2 separate regions of the Gossypium hirsutum genome follow, and region 2 is linked to region 1. Evidence: chromatin contacts called from public Hi-C data. All regions are on one chromosome and are shown on one strand. The core of a region is the stretch at or near the end of the contact, and the rest is flanking DNA. Distances in the headings are between cores, read along the strand shown.

The links. Hi-C and Micro-C count contacts between places; a contact is called where the count stands out from the background.
Region 2: a contact with region 1 is called in a Hi-C map of leaf, with 3 times the contacts expected there. The contact joins the promoter of LOC121229800 here to the enhancer-like site in region 1. A contact is called at or near these places in 14 of 34 Hi-C or Micro-C datasets (anther, leaf and seedling).

What each region holds. Positions count from the first base shown.
Region 1 is chrA01:115,829,025-115,834,979 of Gossypium_hirsutum_v2.1, reverse strand. No RefSeq gene overlaps it. Among protein-coding and RNA genes, the nearest start is that of LOC107925560, 7.4 kb to the right of the region's middle. Within about 2 kb of position 2,564, at least 2 of the 9 cell types and tissues checked have an H3K27ac peak or open chromatin away from gene starts, as enhancers often do. A contact at or near this core is called in leaf, where this site is marked.
Region 2 is chrA01:115,879,182-115,885,136 of Gossypium_hirsutum_v2.1, reverse strand. LOC121229800 reads right to left here and starts at 2,313. Exons shown (of 4, transcript XM_041114671.1): 1 at 2,076-2,313; 2 at 1,469-1,557; 3 at 1,243-1,353. The coding sequence starts at 2,176.

The DNA.
Region 1 (5,955 bases), core at 1,315-3,814:
TATCTGTAAGCTTATTCTTTGTTAGGACATTCTCAAGATCACCCTGAATCAGAATTGTCATCATTCGAACTTGTCACAGATTGAAATTTGTGATGCCATCAAACTTATCAAATATCAAACATTGTTGTTGCCATCTCTATATGGGTTGATTGTGGAAATCAACTAGGCTCTAATACTACTTTGATGGGAATAAACTTGATTAAGCAATTAATAAGTAAAATAATGAAGAAATTGAAAAGATTGAACACAAATATCTTACGTGAAAAAACCCCTTCGAAAAGGATAAAAAACCACGAGCAAAGACAATTTCACTAAAACGGAAAAAACGAATAGTACAAAAGATGGAAATAAAACTAAACCCCAAAACCCGAAATAAAAACCCTCAAAACGTAAATATAAAATTCTCTCGAAGCTTGTAAAAGCTAATACCTAAATGTGTAATGAGTTATTTTTCTAAGATGGAAAAGTACCTATTTATAGTCTAAATTTGTAGGTCAACTAGTATTAAAATAACATATACTAATCAAAATTTAAGGGGGAAACTAAAAATAGAGTTTAACTGGGAGAAAAAAAGCCAAAAAATATAAGATATAACTCCACATGTAATACTATTTGTACTTATAATTATAACTTCTTTTCAAATTTATTCTGGTTTAGTCCATATATATGATGGTTATTAATCTTATAGTATAAATCATAAGTGTAATTATTCATGCTATATTAATTATAATTTTATAATTTATACATGTGATGATAACTCAAAAAAATCTATAAAGATCATGATTTATTTATATACACAAACATTTTTTTATAATTTTTATGTTCATATTTAGAATTTATAATTATCTCTCTTAAAAATATTATCTTTAAAATTTAATTTAATTTATTCTCTTAAAAATGTAATGTATCCACCACTATATCCCACACTTAACACTTAACTATACGTAAAGTAATTTTTATTAGTCATGATATGTCAACCTGTATATGTATAGGTTCATAAATGGAGGGTGATAGGACATGTGATGTGTCAAAAACCTGAATACGTATGCTAAAATGGAGCAGCAGCAAATAATTTCTGCTTCAGACAAACAAACTCAACCCTTATAATTAGAGGCATTTGTACTCTGCAGGCTTTTTCTTGTCGAAGGCTTTGGGGAAAAAAACAAACAGAAATTAAAATGTGTATTTCAAAAACCATGAAATTAAAGTATGGTCCAATGTATGGTAATTAGTGAGATAAAGACATATTAATGGCAACTCCATTTTCCAAGAAAAATCGATTTTCACTACGACCAAACAGTATCTTTCCATTCTTTTAATTCAATGTCTCGATTGTCAAAGTTATTTTCTCAAAAAAAAAAAAAGGATATATATAATCAAAGGGCTTTGGAGTTTGGATGCTATAACATAGCACGGCCCATCACATTATATAACTGGGTAAGCTATATCATCAAATACTTAATTATGAGTAGATTTTTATCATTTAACAAAAATAAATTATTCAAAAAAATTCATGTAAATTGTTAAAATTTTAAATTTGATGTTATATGACTTTTTCTATTTGTATTGCTTGTACCAATCGAAAGTTGTTTTTTCCCTTCTCTTCAACCGTTCAATATTTTTCCATGAAACAACTTTAGACATTACAAATCCGTGAACCAAAAATTCAAACAGCATTTTTCTTCAATCTTCAACACTGACTATCAGATTGATTGGATTTAAGGTATGTTCTACTTGTCGATGAGTATTGATCCATTGTATTGATCATCGAATCACCGCTTGGAGCTTACTAGTGGAATTTAAAAAAAGAACTTAACAGCCTAGTAATTTAAATAAAAAAATGTGAATAATTCAATGACTTAAATGAAAACTTTCGAATAGTTTAGTGACCAAATTATAATTTTTTTAGTTAAGTGACCAAAATGAAAACTTACTCATAATTTAGTGACTAATAATGTAGTTTACCCTATATAATATTTATCCATCCATTTAGTTAAAAGAAACTTTTAAGAAATATAGTTGAATTAAATGGGATAAAAGACAAAAAGAAACATTATACACTTTTTAAACTTTGATGAAGTAGGCCAACACCAAAAAGATCATAATTCATTACAAAAAGAGTATAGTATGTGAATGAAGAAAAATTATTAAGAAAAACCCAAATAACTTTTTTTTATACATTTAAAAAAACCATTATTTATGTGAAATGAGATTTAGGATAATATATTTTACTGTTCATAAAAATTAATTATTTTAAAATTCATGATTGGACTCTCAACTATATTAGTTTTAAAATTCAAAATTAATTTTTTTTTAAATTGTAATATACTTTATCATTATATGCAACTAGTTATCAGCTAATATAAGTGGTTGGAAAATTGATCCATATATAAATTTAGTATGTAACTAGGGTTTTATTGCTTTTTTGGATTTGGTGCGATAGTGACTTGAGAATGAGTACTTTGCTGTCCAATTTAATAACTTGCAGTTTCGTGAACAATCAAACCCCTCGCTGCTGCTGCTGCTCATTTGAATCCCATGCCATGCCTTGTTTCTTTCAATTTTGTAAAGTTTGTCTACTGTATAAAATACATGGGCCTTTTAAGACGATGGAGTCAGCCCAGGAATACTGTCAATTATTTTAGATTTCTCATGACTTTTTTAGGCCCATTATTTGTTTGTTCCAAATGAAACCCATTAATTTAAAGAGTTGTAGACATGCACCAAAAGGAGAAAAAAAAAGATTATAGTCTAAACAAAGGCCTAATTTCGTATTAACTAAAAATCTTCCTTTAATTTTTATTAAAATATTAGGTTTTTAAATTACAAGTATAATTATAATTATAATTCAAACAATATACATCCAAATCAATAATAATTAAAATCAAGCATTACAAACAATAATGTGTGATGGGATGTGGTGATGGTTTACTTCATCTCTTAATTATGTAGTCGGATGTTTAATTCTATTTATTTTTTTAAAAAATAAATAATTAAATTCTATGAAATAAAATTACAATTAATTCATAATTTTTGAAAAGTAATAACCTTTGCACTAGAGAATGTAATCTAATCTAATTACAAAATGCTTTAATTTGCCATGCATTGGTAGATAGTTGGAAGAGCTATCAATAAAGTGAGATAGAGTCCTCTTTGATCGATTAAGTGTACTATAAAATATATTATGTTTGAAATGGTTAAGGTATGACAATGAGGGACAAGGAATTAAAATTATGGAGTTCCCTAAGGAATTAATTTGATACGACTCTTGTGTGGCCACTTTTTCTTCTGTATTATCATAATCTCTTTTACCTTTTTAAGCTCCAAAATCTAGAAATCCCAGTATTACAATTCATTGGGCAAGCAATGCACTAAAGCTACTTTAACTTCATGTCCCAAACTTCATAATTGTCTGGTCTTTTGGCAACAATAAATTAATTGATTTCGTATGATCTCGTTTCTACACATGTAAACCCTTACCAACCAAATGTTATATGAGTCCACTAAATTAGAAAAATGCTAACAGTCAAAAGAAATTAAGGACTTATTTAGGTGTGCACAAATATAAGGGTTTATCTACATAAAATTAACAGAAGTTTAGAGACTTAATTTGTTAAATTTATTTTAGTCAATTATTAATATGTTAAACTTTATACAAATAAACATCACCTCAGACATTATTATGACATGAAAAATAATAAGAATAAATGAATTGTGAAGCCTAATCCTAATGTTAAACTTATCTCATAATATTTGGGATTATAAAGGAAACTATGTCTTCTTCCCCTATAGTTGAAGAATTTGATTAGAAAAACCGGAAGGTCTTTACTTGTTTGGTCCTTATCTTAGAGTTTCTTTAGTCAAAAGTTAAGGCAAATAGTGTTTTATCTAGCCAACCACAAAAGGCAATGACATGTTCCCCACTCAGAGAGAATAGCTAGATAAAGATGTCCATTATGTCTACTTCTAGCTAAGGAGGAAAGCAAAAACTGTATGCCCAAAAATAATAGATTTATCATTTAATTTTTTAAAATTTTATAAAATTATATGTTAATATAAAATTATATTTTAAAATTTCACTTTAATTTTAATAATATATGATTCATTTTTATCTTTTAAAAAAATTAGTTTCATCTTTATTTCTAATGTTGATAATTTTTTTAAGTAGAATTTATATATCATTGGTGAAATAAATCACTGTCAGTATATGCACTACAAGCAAGTAATGCTAGCTAATGGGCTAACATTGGGTTGATTTCATTTTAATTATAATAGGGATTCCTATATATTTGGGACAATCAAATAAATTGACATGCAATGATGCAGTTTTAAAATTGAATACAATATCTGGCTCATGATGAAGGTCACTTGTTGTTTCTACTAGCCCCAAAGATTATGAGATTGTGGTTTTGACAGACACTCGAAAACCACACCACATTTAAGTTTTTTCTAATTGATCAGACCAGCTCATTTGTGAAATAATTATGAGATACAGAGAAAAAAGGGGGGGGGGGGGAAACGGATAGAAGCAACCATCATTTTCATTGCACATTACATCTAAAGTACTGGTCTCTACTTGCAATTCAAGTCAACTATTTTGAGAAGTTTGTAATTTTCGAAATTAGAGTATTTATTGAGGATAGCAGCTTTTAATTTTGTTATTAAGAGTATTATTTAAAGAGGTAAATAATTGATCATGAAATGAGTTTTATTTTTATGAGCGAAGATTAAATTTTCGATTTCATAGTGGATGAGGTAAGTAACCACCACACCTCATGATTAAGAATTTTGTAATCTCGATTATTCTTAAATCTCAATGAATTTTTTTTTATTTTTTTGTTTTTCTTTAAGCAAACCTAATGGTTTCTAATGGTCAAAAATATATTCATTGGCACACTTAATATCTAAATTTAAGATTCACCATACGCAATTATATGCATAGGTCTTTGAATCTCGTTATGTGCAATGTGCAATGTTCATGTGTGAATTTTAGTCCAATTCATTGACTTTAATCTGTTAAAATCATTTTTGCATTACTTAATTAAAAATAATAATTCATTAATTTTATTTTTGTAGTTAACATCTTAACTAGTATCACTAAACAATTAACATTTCTTCGATAATTTTATCATTTCAAATTTCAAGTTAGGAAGTAGATATATATCATTAATAGTTATATATACTAGTGAAGTCCTTCCATAGAAATACACTACCATAAATTACTTTTATTTATTCTGGGAGAATATTAATGTGGTTTGAAAATGAATCATAATCAATGTACAATTTTCTCATATTTATTGTACTCCAGATTTGAAAATTTGAACAAATCTAATAATTGTTTTATAAGTAAATTTAATACTATGCTAGACCTTTTGAAAAAAGAAAATTTTGAGAATAAGAATAATAGTATCATACGATGTTAGTAACCCATCTACCAACATATTTAATAAACCCAATTTTCACTAGCTATATAAAAAATTTATTTAAATGAACATAATTTATAATATCCACAAGGAGAGGTCCCTTTTGTTTTACACATTGCAATAGCATAAGTAAGGGATTTTCCAAATTAATTATGAAATGTGACATCATCTTGTATCTTAATTATATGGTTAGAAGTTTGATTTTTATTCATGAGAATAATATGTTTTATAATCAATCATTCATTTCTTGAAATTAATTACACTGTTTATAATAAATACTCTAATTTCGAAAAATATTTTAAAATGAAGGGACGGATTCGATAAATTTTTGACTAACCTTTAAAGCGGACTACATTTTAATTATTTTTTAATTTCATCAGACAAACTACATTTATGAAATGGCAGAGAAAAAAAAAACAATCAAAAATTGTGGAATTTGCCACATGCTGCAATAATTATCACTGCACTCTCTAGTCCTCTACTCCATTCTCATTATATTTGTGATTAATTATTTGAGGAAGAAGCTTCGTTC
Region 2 (5,955 bases), core at 1,064-3,563, 50 kb before region 1:
TTATGACAACATCAAATTCTCACTCTAACACATAGTTATGAACAATAATAATTTTTACCGATTAAGCCATTTTACTCATTTTTGCTTAAAACCGCTTAACAAAAGTTGTTTAACATAACTTTATCCTTGAAATTCTACCATAAAAATCAAAATAAACACATTCCACCTACAAGTATTTTTCCAAATATAAACCCTAGCTTAAAATAAGCTTAATCAAGTTACCGAGTTTTCGAAATCGTAAAGAACTTGAAAAACAGAGCTAGAATGGACTTACTGTTGAGCTTGGAAAGCTTGAAAACCCTATCCATGTCTTCCCCCATGCTAATTTCGATCTCCATGAAAAAGATGAGTCAATTTTAGCTTTATTTTTCCTTTTTATTTCTTTTAATTACCAAATGACTAAAATGTCCTTAAGGCCCTTCTTTAAAATTTTATCCTATTCATGCTCATTTTTGTCCAAACAAAATATAATGCTAAAATTACCATTTAAAGACCTCCTCTTTAAACCCCAATTTCAATCAATTACTTATAAATTAGAACACATATTTTACAACTTTTACAATTTAGTCCTAAAAGTCCAATTAAGCACTTTATTAGTAAAATTACTTAACGATATTTTTACACAATATTTTAATCAATAAATAAACCTTAAAACTTAATTGGAATAAATTTTTCAACTTCGAATTCGTAGTTCTAAAACCATCATTCCATTTAGGCCCTAAATCAGACTGTTACAACAACTACAAATAAGCCCTAATAGGCAAATTAAACATGCAATCTATAAAATTTCTTATTAATACACACATGCATCTAATCACTTGATAAATCATAAAAATTAATCGAAATAAACTTTTCTATATCAAATCACAACCACTATACTATTTAGGACCTATTTCAAAATGTTACAAAAGAGGTTTTTATTGAAGCTATTTTACAAGCTCTGCCCACTTATACGGTCTTGTTTTCTTTTACCAAAAACTCTTTGTTTAGAGTTGGAAAATATAATGGGTTCATTTTGGTGGAGGAATAATCATGGCAAGAGAAGGACGCATTGGTGTGATTGGAGGTCTTTATGTACGTTGGAGGAAGGAGGCATGGGTTTTCATCATTTGAGTTCTTTTAATATAGCTTTATTGGCCAACAGGAATGGCGACGATACCTTAATTCCTTACTAGCGCATACTTTAAAAGCCAAATACTTTTAAGGATTCCGATTTCTTAAACGCTAGATTGGGAAATTTACCTTCTTTTACCTGGAAACGTCTATGGGCCACAAGGGGGCTAGTTTTGAAGGGAATGGCATGGAAGATCGGGGATGGTCGGAAAGTTTCTATCTGGGAAGATGTTTGGATCCCTAAAAATGAAGAGGTCAGAGTCCAAAACATGAATAGTAATCCTAGAATTAATAAAGTGGCAAATCTGATTCATGCTAATTCTAGATAATTGAATTTTGAGTTGATTCATAGTACCTTCTCTATGCCGGTTGCAAAAAGAATTCTTTGCATTCCTCTTCCTTTGTTTGAGCAAGAAAATTCTCTCATCTGGAGGCGTGGGTTGTCTGGGGAGTACTCGGTTCGTATTGGTCACAAAATCGTTTTACATGAAGGACGAAACCAAATACAAGCAGATTACATACAACTTTACAAGAAACTATGGAAACTGGACCTACCCCTAAAATTAAAATTACAGTTTGGAGACTTTTGTGTAACTATGTACCTACTTTCAGTAATCTACACTATCGAAGAATGTTGGATTCTCCTACGTGTCGGTGGTGTTAATCTGGAGCGGAGACAAAGGAGCATCTGTTTCGTGAATGCCCTTCTACAAAGGAAACATGGGAGCAGTGAAGTATTTTTTGGCCTATTTCCTATAAAACCTTAAATTTCAGAGACTGGATAAAAAGTAGTTTTGAGTCCAGATCTATGGCTAACTGTAGAATGATAGCATGTGTTTTATGGGCGATTTGGACTTTTCGAAATAGATTTATTCATGAGGGGGAGATTAAATCAAGTGCTCAAATTGTTATTTTTGTGAACAACTATTTAAAGGAACTTGATGGTTTGCATTGTTGTGTACCTGAAAGAAGGGTGTATGTGGACAGATGGGTTGTACCGATGGGATCGAGGCTGAAAATAAACTTTGGCGCAGCTTTCAACAACCATAAAAAAAAGAATCATGCTCAAGATTAGTGGTGCGTAATAAGGAAGCTAGGATCATATGTTCAAAAACTGTAATGAACACAAACATACCCTCTGTATTTGCAGCAGAAGCGGTTGCGTGTGTTCAGGCTCTGAATCTTGGGGTACAACTTGGTTTGAGAGAGGTGGAGGTTGAGGGAGACTCTCAGTCGGTAATCCGGAAGCTGCAAAAAAAGATGAATGATAGTTCTGAGATCTCAGTTTATATCAATGAGGCTTTGAAGCTGAGTTTAAGTTTCAGTTTATGTGTATTTCTCTTTACTAACAGGGAGGCTAACAAGGTAGCCCATTTTCTAGCATCTGAAGGAATTAAGAAAGGAGATTCTACTTATCTGTTGAATCTAGTCCCTTCTGGTGTTGCGGAGATGGTGGCTGAAGATAAGCGGTGGACGGAGGAGGCGAGAGAGTCAAGAAGGAGGGGAAATGAAGAGTTAGGTGGGAGTGTTTTCTGAAGAAATTGTTTTGCTGTGAGTTTCAAATTCAACAGGGTGTTATCTCCAAAGTGCTTTGGGGAAATGGGAAGATTTTTCGGATGGTGTAGATTGATGGACGTTTAAAGCTTCTGATTTGTTGGCCCTCCCCATGCATTTTTTTGTTGCTTTCAAGAGGGGTTTTCTTTTAATGGATTACAGCTGGAGTGCCGAAGACTCTAGAGCTCCCATTGTCGTTTTGCTGGATTGTTTTATTTTTCGGGTCATAGTGTTTTATTTTTGGTTTTTCTACTGTTTTTCTGTTTGGGCTTCGGTTTCTTTTTGGGTTTCCTTTGTATTTGGTTTTTTGACTTTTGTTCTATTTGCTTTTGGTGTGGTTGTTAGGCCTGCTTTGAATAATATTCCAGTGAATATTTGTTTCAAAAAAAAAAGATTATAGAAAGGAATTGGAATTGTTAAAATTAGAATTTTGAATATTTTACTTAAAAAATATTATATAAACCAACATAACTAAAATTATAATATAAATTTATAATTATATAGATAAATTAAATCTTTAAATTGGTTTTTTTTAAAATTTATAAGCCTTGCAAGTTAAAGCTTGATTAGAAAAATGTTGGATAAAATCATAATATTGTCATAATCTCACCAAATCAATGATATAACTTAAAAATATTTGTTGGATTTTTTATTTTTTATTTTGTTGCTGCACTTAAATTTTCTTTTTCCCCTTTTAGTTGAAGAAAGCAAAAGTTGACCATGATGCATGTGGATTTTATCTACCAATTATTCTTAAATGAAAATTATATTTAGGCATTTCAAATGCACTCCTAATGTATAGTTCAAATTAACTATTCAACCTTTACTACATCAAAATTTGTAATATTTGAATCTACATTTTCCTTTTTAAAAGTTTAATATATAAATTATTGTACCTAACATTTATTAATTATACATCTTTAATTTAAAGTAAACTCATGATCCACATAATAACATATAAATACAACAAATAATTAAATATAAATCATATAAAACTTCTAAAATAAAATTTATATTTGCGATTGATTTACACATCTTTAACATGAATAAATCATGGTTGATTCATGCACACCACAATAATACTATCCTTATGATTCGAATCGATGATGTGGATATTTAGTATAAACATACAAACCATTAAGTCAAGAACGAGGTTTTTTTTTTTTTTAAATTTCACTTAGATAAATTCTGACATATATACATAAAATTTTCTTTTAAAAAAATTAAATACATGTTTGAAAAATCATTCACTAATTAGATTTAGATTTTTTTAAGTGTGCATCCAATACTTACTCAAATTCCTATAGGATGTTCCTCACGGAAATAGGAGTTAGAAAATTGGAGAATTACATACGTAATTAACCATGATAACTTTCCCCCGGGGGGGGGTTATTTTTTAATTAATAAGCTTCAATGGAGTGTAACAACATTCTGCCCAATAAATTGTTTAGAGAATGAGAATTTTTTAAAAGTAGAAGTATTATGGAGGTTATTATATTAAGAGTTAAATTATAATTTATTTTTTTATTATAAAAAAGAAAAAGTAGTCTATTGGTCATTCTATTAAAATTTCATCCACTTCTACCGTTAAAAGTTGGTCTTTGTATATCAACATCAAGTATACATAGCACATCACATGTAACTATCTGGTTATTTTGTCAACTACACCGGTTTTTAATAGTAGAAATAGATAGAATTTTTAACAAAAATGACTAATTTGCTATTTAATCTAACATACAGTGATTAATTTATTTATTTTTTAAGTAAATAAAAAAATATAATCTGAATTTTAGTACAAAGACCTCCACAGTACTTTTATCCAAAATTATTTTCTCTTTATAATGAATTCATGCTGAAATTAGCCGCTTGAGATTGATGAATTCCATAATTTGGGGGGGGGGGGTTCAATAATACGAACTTGAAGCCAATTTCTATATATGGAAGGAAGATTATTTCATATTTTTTATTATTTATTTAATTTAAAAAAAAGTCATTTGAGTTAAAAAAATAAATGTCACTTATATTAATCGTTAAATCCCATTGAATGAAATGTTAATTGGATACATTAATGAATGAATTAATTTTAATTAAGAATGTTTATGGTTTTTTCCTAAATTTAATGGCAAGAAGAGGCTCCATTTCCCTCCCTTGTTAAGCTAACAAAAGGAATTCCCCTACTTCCAAACTTAAATACTAAAAATAAATAAATTATATTAAATGTGTATTAATTATAATAAATATTTAACGAAATGAATAAATATTTTGGATATACTATAAAAATTTTAAACAATTTAATCCCTATTAAATTAAATCGATGAATTTAGATAAAATTCAATTTTTTTTCTAAATTAATATTTTAATTCAAACCCCTTTTAACATATTATAGCAATGTTGATATTTGAAGGATAATTCAAACATTTATACAAATCTAAGACTGCGTGTGAGGTTGAAAATCTAGTTGCCTACTTATTTAGCATTTAGTCAAATCAGAAGCACAGAATTTCAATGAAAGCCACAAATTCAAATTAGATTATATCTTAATGCTTCAATAAATATAGACATTATTAGAATATACTGAATTTATTTTTGGTTGAGGGAATTTAACTGATTATATGAGAGAAAATTTTCTGGCTTACCAACCAAATGCCAGATGGAACAACACACTAAAATGTGGGCAATCCAATCCAATTAATATGATACTGAAATGGCCGTTTCTAAAAGTACACTTTATCAAAATCATATATACAATTTTCTTAATATATAAAATCTTTTTCATTAATTGTTAAAAAGAATTTTCATTAAAAATTTAACAAAAAAATATTGTGTGTTTTATCTTTTATATTTATTTTTTCGATTTATATTTAAAATTATTATTTGACCCTCTCAATAATGTTATTTTTAGAATTCGAATCTATATCCTTTCTTTTAAGAGAGGACTAAGCCAAAAAATTAGTTTATGGAGCTAGATAGGGGCAAAGCTAGAGGGGCAACAGAGGTGAGCCTAGTTTCAAAATATATTTTAAGCTAGGGCCTATTTTTAGGTTGAATTGGGCCGTCCAATAAGTCCGTTTTACTATTTAAAATTAATAAAATATTAAAAATATATATTTTAAATTTTTTAAATTGAAATCGGGCCCGGGAAGAATCTACCCAAAATGTAAAAATCTTTATCTAAGCACGACCCAAGTTAAGTTGTGCCTACCAAGTTGGACGGGCTACTCGGCCCTTGGACAGGTCTAAGGGGCAAGCAAGGCCCTAAACCTCCAATATTAAAAATTGCTCCTTTAA